2 separate regions of the Bombyx mori genome follow, and region 1 is linked to region 2. Evidence: chromatin contacts called from public Hi-C data. All regions are on one chromosome and are shown on one strand. The core of a region is the stretch at or near the end of the contact, and the rest is flanking DNA. Distances in the headings are between cores, read along the strand shown. Region 1 overlaps LOC101745976 (trithorax group protein osa). Region 2 overlaps LOC101745976 (trithorax group protein osa).

The links. A called contact is a pair of places that touch in the nucleus more often than the background predicts.
Region 1: a Hi-C map of middle silk gland shows a contact between it and region 2, with 1.8 times the contacts expected there. The contact joins two enhancer-like sites. A contact is called at or near these places in 4 of 7 Hi-C or Micro-C datasets (middle silk gland, midgut and whole pupa).

What each region holds. Positions count from the first base shown.
Region 1 is chr7:9,233,588-9,239,281 of ASM3026992v2, reverse strand. All of the region lies in intron 4 of LOC101745976 (trithorax group protein osa), which reads right to left. Among protein-coding and RNA genes, the nearest start is that of LOC101737552, 45 kb to the left of the region's middle. Within about 2 kb of position 1,646, at least 8 of the 8 cell types and tissues checked have open chromatin away from gene starts, as enhancers often do.
Region 2 is chr7:9,198,054-9,203,803 of ASM3026992v2, reverse strand. All of the region lies in intron 2 of LOC101745976 (trithorax group protein osa), which reads right to left. Among protein-coding and RNA genes, the nearest start is that of LOC101745976, 28 kb to the right of the region's middle. Within about 2 kb of position 3,848, at least 8 of the 8 cell types and tissues checked have open chromatin away from gene starts, as enhancers often do.

The DNA of each region.
Region 1 (5,694 bases), core at 397-2,896, 38 kb before region 2:
ATTTCCGGGCGCATGGCTCTGATGTTTAGAATAATTAAAGTTAGAGGTATAATTAAACGATAGCAATAACTAAGGCTCACTTACATGTATATTGTAGCCTTACACAGGAACATTACAATCAGCAAAAGGCTTCGATTTCATTGTATACAAATTTAACTACCTTTTTTTATCTATATATTCCTAAGGAACGATATCAAATGAAGTAATAGGTGGATCAAAAGTCAATCCTTATAATATGTCAAACAAGTGTTCTTTTTAGCCATCGAATGCATGTTCGATTTTAATGTACCAAGCTAAAAAAGTATAAAAATGAAAACCTATCAAAAATGTTGTTTGCTGTTTTGTAGAATTCCTATGGGATACGCCAATTTGTGATAGATTTGACATCGTCTAGCCAGAAAAAGATTAATTGCTACTAATGTCAGTAGAGAATTACATTTAATAAGACGGACTTTCGAACTTTATGTTCAATAACAATTACGTACAAATAAATAAAATAAATGTTAAATGAATAATAATTGCCAGTGTGTTTGTGAAGTGCGTTAACTTTTAAATTCAGTATTTTGAAACAGCAAAACATAGAGGTGTTAATGTGTAATTTACAAGTTATAAAGTTCTATCAAGAAAGAACACTAAAGGAAAATCCTTTGCGGAACCCGTTTTTGTCCCTTCTCTGTTAATAAACTAGCTAAATCTGGTTTTAAAAAATTTCATAAATTAGTCTACATTTTGTTGGACTAGGTCGTGACCTGAACTTTATAACGTGTAATGAGTAAATTGAGTCTTGTATGAGACTCAGAAAATGTACGGCTACCAATGGTTATTGCCGCCGGGTACCGACGGAAAACGCAAATCGTGCAATTTTTTTTTTCCATTCCTTACCAATAATGTTACAGTCTTTTAGCTAATTTTCCATAATTCCGACTTTTTAGATGTATATTATTTGAAATGAAAAATTTATCTAAATTCTTAAGGTAAATTAATTAATTGATGAATTCAATGTTGCAGTTTTAAGACCCGTAAAATAATAAACGCATGTGAATGAATTAAAATCTAGTTGCAGTAAAAGCAGCCGCTCGTCATATTATGATAATAAAAACAAACATAGCTGCTCTGTCACAAAATAGAACTGAATATTGAGCCAAGGCACGGCACACACACACACACAACAGCGGTCGAGGCGATCGGATGTCACGCACACAACCCCGACCCCGCGTCGTTTCGCCCACGCACACATCTGCAATAGATAAGAATCGTCCTATTTTACAACGAGAGTCATGCAGTCCGATGTTACTTACTGATGTCGCGGGCCGCCTTATGATGACAGCCGTTTTGAATACTTTTAGTGACGACTGTTAAACACAAATTGGGTCGAGATGCAGGCATGCACCTCTCTCTCACATACACACACACACCGACACTCGAACGCGTTTAGACGAGGACAAAACAAAGCTCAACCGCTTTTAGTGAACTTGATAAATTACAAATCAACGCAATAGATACGGATCTAAACTGAAGGCAAAAGCGGGAGCTGCAAGCTAAGACTTGTGTATGAAATATCGTGAGTTCGATTGCGTTAGCAGTGCGCGCGTTTCAGTTGGCGCACGGTGACTGGCGCAGGCGAGGCGTGAGGAGAGACGAAGCGGGCGGGCGAGCGATTTCACCGGGCCGATATTGCGGCGACGGCACGCCGAGCTCGCTCCGTCCCATATGTATAGCTACTGACGCCCGAGGGCACGAAGCGAGCCTAGTGCGGGGACTCGTTCAACACCGGTGTGCTTAGTGCGAGTTTCTTAACGTTCTCGATAGCGTAAAAGTTCAGCCAATTTTGAATGCAATTGAATATATGCAATTTCGAAAAGGGCGCATGTCGCATATTTTGTCAAATACGTTTTTTCATATACATGTAGTTTTGAGGCTTACCTACACCCATTTTATAATAATTCCAGTAATTTTCAATTGCTAATTCACACTAAAATATAACTCAAAAGTTTACATTTTAACACACCGCTTTAGAAAATAATCAGTTTTTTTTTCATTTCCTGAACATTTTACTACATTTTCAGAGATGTGCCCTTTTCGAAATTGCATATTCAATTGGAACAGCGCCCCTAGCGGCAAACGTACGCAAACGATCCCAATTCCATACAAATATGAGCTAACTTTTACGCTATCGAGAACGTTAAAAAACTCGCACTAAGCACACAGAAAACGTTCGTCGTTCGTTCCTTGAAGTACCTACAAAATCTATTCGAAGGAAATACCTACAACCTAATAATTGAATGGAAAAATACCTGTCGAAAATCATCGTGGTTAAAAGGGTGATTACAGTGAGTTGTTATGAATAAAACCGGTTGCGTGGTTGAAAACTATCACGGTTGAAAGTCAATGTATTTATAAATACATTATTCTAAAGGGCCGTTAAGCGAAAACAGAGCATCTCAAAATATAATGAATATTTTGTTTAATACAATTTTTTACGTATATAAAAGTTATTTTTCGACTTATGTGCAGGTATCTGCATTAGATTTATTTTGATCCTGCTATATAACACGTATCAGTTTTCCACACTTTAACGGACCTTTAAATTTTCATCGATATAATGCCCGCGGTGTCCGTATGAAATATTGTGATGTACAGAAAGACGAGCGCAACAAAAAATAGTATTTTTTTTCATTTTAAACTCATAAAATATGATAATTGAATTTGGAAATGATAAATCCAATTATATTATATAATTTATTTTTAACAAACGTAAATAGAAGACCGAACTGTCTTGGTATTAAGTGGTTACTGGAGCCCATAGACATCTACAACGTAAATGCCGCCAACCACCTTGAGATTTGAGTTCTAAGGTCTCAGTATAGTTACAACGGCTGCCCCACCCTTCAAACCGAAACGCATTACTGCTTCACGGCAGAAAAAGGCAGGGTGGTGGTACCTACCCGTGTGGACTCACAAGAGGTCCTACCACCAGTAAAAACAATGCGGGCTCACAACACATCCTTATCATTAACGAATGAAAAGAAAATGAAAAAAATATTCAAAGTAAAAATATTAAACATACTAAAACAAGAGTTCAATGACATTAATCATAATTAATCAAATGAATCACGTTTTCATTCAATACCTCTACAAATACAAATACATAACTCTTTATGCAAATAAGTTATTGAAAAACTTCGTGCAAATTTGTTAAATTATCAATTTATAATATTGACAGAATACGTTATGATATGAACGACAAAAACAAAAGAGCCGATATGTAATATAACGAAAAGTTGCTACAGACACAAAAATAAAATTATTTAATACAGTCAGACTCAAGCCGACTTAACCTAATAGGTGTATGGCTCTAATAAATAATAAAAAAAAAAAATACAGTCAGCAACAACAGTGTTAATACAAATTGTGCAACTTCACTGGGTACATAAATATGTTATGCATATTATATCGCATTAGCGCGAATTTACACGGAGATGGCCTATTGGGAAAGGCGGGTCAACACGCATATTATACTATTCTGTACTAGAATACAACTGATACCGATATTAGATACTGACCGTTGCATTAAGCCGGACAATCAATTAGAATTCCGAACGTTCTAATAAGTAACAATTATGTACTTAATAGGTTATGAACAATTTCATTGAAATATATAAGTAAAACGATTTTATCGTAGAATTCAATGTACATACGTTTATAAAACCAGTTCTGAATTCTGAGTAAAGCCAGTCTATAAGTGAGGCTAAAGCCACGAGGCAGGCAGTCGGCAAAATAAAAGAAATATGCCTTAGTGGGTTAGCCACAGCGCGATCGTGTAATAAGGGTGCGATTAATTGTCGATTAGTTACATAAGCCGCCTGTCGTGCCGCAAATTAGTTCGTAACTCAATCATTATAGATTATTCAGATAAAGTGTTTTTAATTAATAACGACTTATAAACAATGTTTCAAAACTCAAGCGTTATTTATAAACCAAACAGCTTTGGTTTTATTACTCGAATATCACTAGGTAGCGGCTTGGCTTTGCCCCTGGCATTGCTGAAGTCCATGGGCGACGGTAACCACTCACCATCAGGTGGGTCGTATGCTCGTCTGCCTACAAAGGCAATAAAAAAAAAACTTGATTGAATTGAGTTTAAGTTTATCATTATTATTTATGAAGTTTATCTTAAATTTTTTATTTATGGAAAATTATCATTAATCAAAGTTTAGTTTATTTATCAATTATTCTTACGTCAAATGTATGATTAACCTTTTTCTATCATCTCACGAATAACTTTGCCATGTGACGTGTAGCGCCATCTGTGGATCGTCGCCGACGACGACCACTTCTAACCGGATACCTAACCAGTTCCGTAGTGACACACGACACCTGCCAGAACTGAACAATCTACATGTGCTGTTGTAACATCTTTTAGGAATAAAAGCTTTGAGAGTCAACGAGTTATGATCATGGAAATTGCTAACTTTTGACAATATGCAACTCTTAATAAAGATATTTTTTATTTTTTTTATTTTTTTATTGCTTAGATGTGTGGACGAGCTCACAGCCCACCTGGTGATAAGTGGTTACTGGAGCCCATAGACATCTACAACGTAAATGCGCCACACACCTTGAGATATAGTTCTAAGGTCTTAGTATAGTCACAACGGCTGCCCCACCCTTCAAACCGAAACGCATTACTGCTTCACGGCAAAAATAGGCGGGGCGGTGGTACCTACCCGTGCGGACTCACAAGCGGTCCTACCACCAGTAATTACGCAAATTATAATTTTGCGGGTTTGATTTTTATTGCACGATGTTATTCCTTCACCGTGGACGTCAATCGTGAACATTCGCTGAGTACGTATTTCACTCTCAATACTTTATTGTATTTATTTTAATGTATATTAGAAACAGCCAAAACTCCGATACATACTAGTAGACTCTGGACAATATCCCGAAGGTGGTGTTCAGAAATAAAGTTTTATTCGCGACATACATAAGTGGCATGATTTCGATGCCTCCAATGAACACTAACTCAAAATTTTGAAATTTTCGTTTTTCACGCAAATCGCTTCACTATACTAAAAGTATTACAATTAATCATTATGGATGGGGTTCGAAGCAAGAGTAAATCAGCTAGTTACACAAAAAAACCTTAAATATATCTGCAATAATAAAGATTTGTTCAACTTTTTTGCGTTTAAACGCTCCTCCTTACTAAATCTACGAATTTGGAGTTAGCGTAGTGTTCATTGGAGGCATCGATTTATTTTATTGTATATTAGAAACAGCCAAACTCCGATACTAGTACTAGATTCTGGACAATATCCCGAAGGTGTTGTTAAAAATTACGTTTTATTCGCGACATACATAAGTGGCATGAGAACACAAAGTCTAATTCCGAAACACACGTACTTACGTTGTTTGCATGACGAGAAATGTATTTATTTATACTAGAGGTCCCGCAGTAGTCGAAGTTCGACTATAATTAATTGGAATTGTAAGTTTGTACACTATTATGATTGTATTTTATACTTCTATAATCACAAATTTCGCCAAGACTACAGTATATAAAATATTAACAAAGACAAACAATATTTAATCTCAATTTGACAACAGACGTCAAGAACGTAAAAGTTTGACAATAAATAGTATGCATGCGTGTGTGCGTCAAATACATGGTATGTAGTGTGTGTAATGTTT
Region 2 (5,750 bases), core at 2,599-5,098:
TTCCATACATCTCCTAGTCACATGCATCTTCTCTCTTCGCATCACATGTCCATACCACGCTAACCGTCCGCTCTTTAATTTGTTGATTACCGGGGCTACTGCCACAATTCCTGATATATAAATAGATGTAACTGTAGTTTCCTTTAAAGTTGTCTCACCGAAGTAATCTTGCCCTTTTGAGCCTTAAGCGGCAATGCAAACAAACTTTACCTAGCAGATTTTAACGAGAAGCACGGTCAATCTATTCGAGAGTGATTAAATATTTGCTTATAGCTTGGCTGTTCACATCAAATTGATGCCGTCCTCGCCACAGGTCAGCGTCACCAGTTTTGCAGTATTAAACCAAGTAAATAGATTTTCTGATTGCCAATTCGATCAGTGCGTAGCTTTTGCTATCACAACATAATAGAAATTCGGCAAAAACCTGTCTTTCAAAAACGACATGTCCAACATATAAAAATTGCGAAGAATGAGTTTCTGACCATCGACTTACCAAACATACTCACTCGGTGGAAGCTCTTCATCATCATAGTTATAACTTTAAAAAAAACATTTTAAGATTGTTAATTTCTTTGACTAATTTAGGCAGACCAGTCCACGCTCAATGTAATGCGGTTACCCGGGACCTTAGACCAATACGTGGGCACTACTGATGCATGCAGATGGGGCATCTCAAGACATGGCATTCACATCTCGATAGCATTGAAACGGCTGTTCTGCCATTCAAATTTGAACGCATTCATTGAAATTTAAGTACTCATTATATTCACTCAAGACAATTTACATAATATTAAACCACTGTAGGCTAATGATGATTGAATTATATCATTAGTTTATCGGTTCAAGGCCTGCTCGCTTTATTGATAAGAAAACAATAACAATAGAAATGGCGGTAAAACTTCAAAGTATTCGATTTTCGATCTTGTTTTCTTATTTTGAACTAGCGACCCGCCCTCGCTTCGCTTCGGAAACTGTAATTTATTATTGATTTCTCCACTATTTAATGCATGTTATTATACATGTAAACCTTCCTTTTCAATCACTTTATCTATTATAAAAAACCGCATCAAAATCCGTTGCGTAGTTTTAAAGATTTAAGCATACATAGGGATATGGGGACAGAGAAAGCGATTTTGTTTTATACTATGTAGTGATACGTAATTGATTCAAAAGTTTATTAATCACATAACAAAAATCTGGTTATAGCAGTAAGTATAATAATATTAAAAAGGGAACTAGCTATTCTAATCAGCTTAAGAGTGATGACGGCTTAATGGGCTCCGACTAAAGGGTCGACTTTAGAGCCTGGCTGTCGTAATTGGATATGTTGCGCCTCATTTGCCGAAGCCGAAACCTATTCAATACCTGGCGATACGCGATGGGATATCGTTTATCGTTAGCCTTAACGCCAACGGTATTTAACATCAAAAGCGTTACAATTTTTTTCACAGCGATAAGTTTTGTGTATGTGCATTACTCTAATTCTCATGTTGCATTTGTTATTTTAACTGTTCTACACACACTCATCACTTTTAATTATTATTCTCATGATCCTCTCGCAGGTCTGCTGGAAGAGATTACTTAAAGAAATAAGCAGTGCCTTTGTACACAATTTTCCTATTACTCTGTACTATGTCTTCTTTTTTGTGTGTACATAAATAAAATAAATAAATAATAATAGATTTTATTAAGTTCGTATTTAAAACAGATTTTACACGAATTAAACATCATAATACAACGAAGTGAAGAGAGCAACATAAAGAATTATATTATTCAAACGACTTTCTCTGAATAGCAATTATACGTTCAAAGTTTGTGGAACAGGATTGCCATGAAATCGAGACGAATGCCTCGCAGCTCAGTTTAGTTGAGTTTTAGTCGAACATTCACACCGACCGACAACCAATCCATCAAAGGAAGGAGACCGAATCGGGTGTGGGGGTATGACACCCCCGTGCCCACATAAATATTGCGGGTAGGTGAGTACAAACCCTTTGACCGAGTTCTGTTTACTTTCGTTTTCGCTCAGCTGACGGGGCCGCCGCACTACTCAACCTCCCTCCAACCCTCCACTATTATTATGATAATTAGAGACGTTTCCCGGCCTGATACTACATCGTAGTCAAGTTGGAAATAATTGCTATTGTGTTTGATTAATGTTTTAACGAAGTTAATTTACAAGTCATTCATTGCGTTGAAGGATATTATTGTGATGAAGAAAGTTTACATCGTTAGCAGTGTGCGAAAGACCTTTGAAAGCACACAAGGTTGCAACGAGTGCGGCAGACAGGGTGTAGACGTGCATTATTAGGTGGGTGCCGGAACACCCGCGGGAGCCCTGTGGGGTGGTGGGGTGCGAGTACGTCATCACCTGAGGTGCGCCCTTGAAATCGTAGTAGCATTCATTGCACCCGCGTCGTATCTCAGAGCAACACTGCACGTATCTTTAACGACTCACGATGTTTTACTTCCAAAACATTAGATACTCTTCAAACGTTGATGCGTACTGTTGAATCCTTTCAGAATAATTATTACATACATATTTTTTACTCCGGGGTCAAATATCGATTTATGTCCACCGGTATAGCTTAACATCCGGCGGGCCGTGAGACAGTTTACTCGTTTACATTTTCAACAACATCTAAGTTATTGCTTAAACACATGTTACCGAATGACTACGCAGCACACAGGATTATCTTCCAAACATTGACGAACGAAAAGCATCCTAATATTGTTATGTATAATATTATTTACTATTAAAATCTCGGTCATTTTTAACTTTGACAAGATTAACGTGAACCGATGCTTTGTGTATATCATCGATACCAATCAAAGAGCAATGAGTTGAAGGCGATATGTCAATTTTTTCAATATTATTTATTATTAAAATTAAATATCGTTAGGTTATTTGTTTTCCTGTCATTTTAATTTATAAGACTATGCGTAATTATAGCTGACAAAGAGATAAAAAAATCAAGATCTAGCGCATTACGGTACAACATGCCTTTTGTGCGTTACGCATTATCTGTTCAAAACAAATTATTTTATTACTTATCTGCTATATATTATCTTCCGTCGAGAGTAAATGATTTCTAGTTAATTAGTTGTTTGTGCGCTTAAAATAAAAATAAAAGTACACTATCGTAATATAATTGTACACTATGCTGGTACAAACAAATCTAGAATAATAATTGCTATAGAAATATCCCGAGCACATACACCAGTTACTTCATTACGAGAAAAAAGTCCATGGTTGTTTAATTTTTCGTGAACATTGCAATGAGCAAAATTTATCACAGGTTTTTTTTTTTCTAAGCGTTATATTTCAAGAAAACTTTTATTATCTTACTGAATATATTTAATGAACGGTGATGATGAATTTTGATGAATAATTATCAGAGATAGGAATACTATGTGGCTGGGATATTGTTGAATGTGACTTCCAAAATTGAATGTACCGTATTATAAGAGAGAAAAGTCACTATTGCGGGAGAAAAGGTTATATTAAATTATATGTGAAAAGTAAAGCTAGCATCACACGAACAAAAAAAAATCTGTGAATACTTATTTAGTAGGCATATTGCTAATTTATAAAAAGGCAGCAAAATTATTGTCATTTTCTAATGCATTAAAGCATAAATCAACGCAATTATATCGCGCGGCCACGGCATGGACAAACTGGCCGTGGTTTGTTTCACAATGACCTTGTTCTTCTACGAATCATTTCTTAATAACGATTTCTACACGAGCTCACACCAAGAGCCCTGCCTGCCTGCTTAAAGCGTACCTCGGTCTTCGTTGCACAACGACTGGCTTACGTCAGCGGGCGCGCACAGCGGCTTACGTCATTCGAGCGTATCTCGAACCTTCTAAGCTAAGTTAGAACGTGCGTCTATTGCTTTTAGAGCGGTGTTCCCTTGAGGAGGGCTTAAGTATGACAGAACGTTTATGTTCACGTGAGTAGACGAGGCTCCAGCGCGACGCCGCCGGCTCAACGATTCTAAGAAACATTCTAGGCGAGAAGTTCTAGTTTCGGACTTAAATTTAAATCGTATCATGTAACATTTTCTTTGTCATCGTTCAAACGTTTACATTTTACAAAGTTTTATAATAGGTAAAACGACTGTATTTATATTATTACCTTTAATCGTGACCTTTTATTCAAATAACTTTGTAAGGAACTTGTACGCTATACGAAAATTAAGTCATAATAATTTAGGGGGTTTTTTAAATAAAAATTTCACTCTTTGTACAGACTGTATAAAGAAAACAACGATGATGTACGATGTAACATAATAATATTAAACAGTGTCAATCGCTCGGATCGAAATACCAACACTCAAAGAACTAAAATAAAAATAATCCGTATTGTTAACTTATAGAAGCAAAACAAATATCTTTTTGTTTCGACATAAAGCCAATAGAATTTCGTGTTCGGAGTCAATGAAAATGTTACAGAAGGCTTACAGTGAACCGCCTTTATCAAAAACACCTGCTGATGATTGGACAAAGCGTTCAAAAGCGGTCGAAATGTGAAGGAAGATTTACCTTGCTCTGTTAGGCCATCAACGTCTGCAACTGAAGTTTACATAACAAGAGGAAATAATTATTACTATAAATCCTCATTCATGTTCATGAGAGATAAGCGTCGAAGTTATGTGTCTCACGAGTCGATCCGTACAATTTTAAATACACGCTTAAGGATGAAACATGATGCCGTTCTCCCGATCCTGCGGAAAGAATGGAAAGCAGTCGACGTCGCCCAAAACACGTCATCTCGGATCCTCCCGATCCACTTAACGGTGCTTTTAGGTACTTCAAGCCTCAGTCACCGTTCTCGTCGAACCCGTCGCCTGCGACGAAGGGCTCGACGAGTAAATTAACCCTCAGACACAGCCCACTGAGTTTCTCGCCGGATCTTCTCAGATGTCGCGTTTCCGATCCGGTGGTAGATTCTGCGAAGCACAGCTCTTGCTAGGGTTCGTGTTAGCAACTTTGTCAGGTTTGAGCCCCGTGAGCTCATCTACTAGTTAAGGTTACGCTGGAATAGCCTCTCAAGGCTACCAGCTTAGGTAGGAAAAAAAAAAGTTGCCGTTCTGTTAGTCCCAAGGACCTGAATTTCAAAACTTAATCGAAAACATACTAAAACGAGTCAATTCTGACCCAACATTCATGAAATGCATTGTAACTGGTAGCGAGACGTGGGTTTACGAGTTTGACATGCAAACTAGTCAACAAGCTTTGGATTGGCGGTTTCCAATTGAAATGGAACCGAAAAAACAAAGTCGGTCAAAAGTCAAAGTCATGTTGACTGTTTTCTATGAATATCGCGGTGTTGTGCACTCGGAATTCTTGCCGGAAGGTCAAAAGGGAGCTAAATAATATTACTAGAGTGTTTTGCGGCATTTAAAAGTGCAAATTCGACGAAAATTTCCAGATTTGAGTTGAAAGAAAATCCATCGATTTTGCACCACGATAATTAATACGCTTTAACGCAAGGCCATAATTGAGGCCGTCAGCACAAAACTGCCCTAACCAACAATTTTTCATACTTGTGCTTATAAATTACAATTTATTTATAAAATAATAAATCTTGATGGAAAACCGGCTTATCCCTAGTTTCACGCATAGATAACAGATAGATGGCTTTGTAAACACTATTTATGCGAGTATTGTTTTTGCTTACGAAGCGGTGTTCAGTAAATTCAAACCTCAAATCTCCATACTAATTATGATAAGCTTAGGCCACT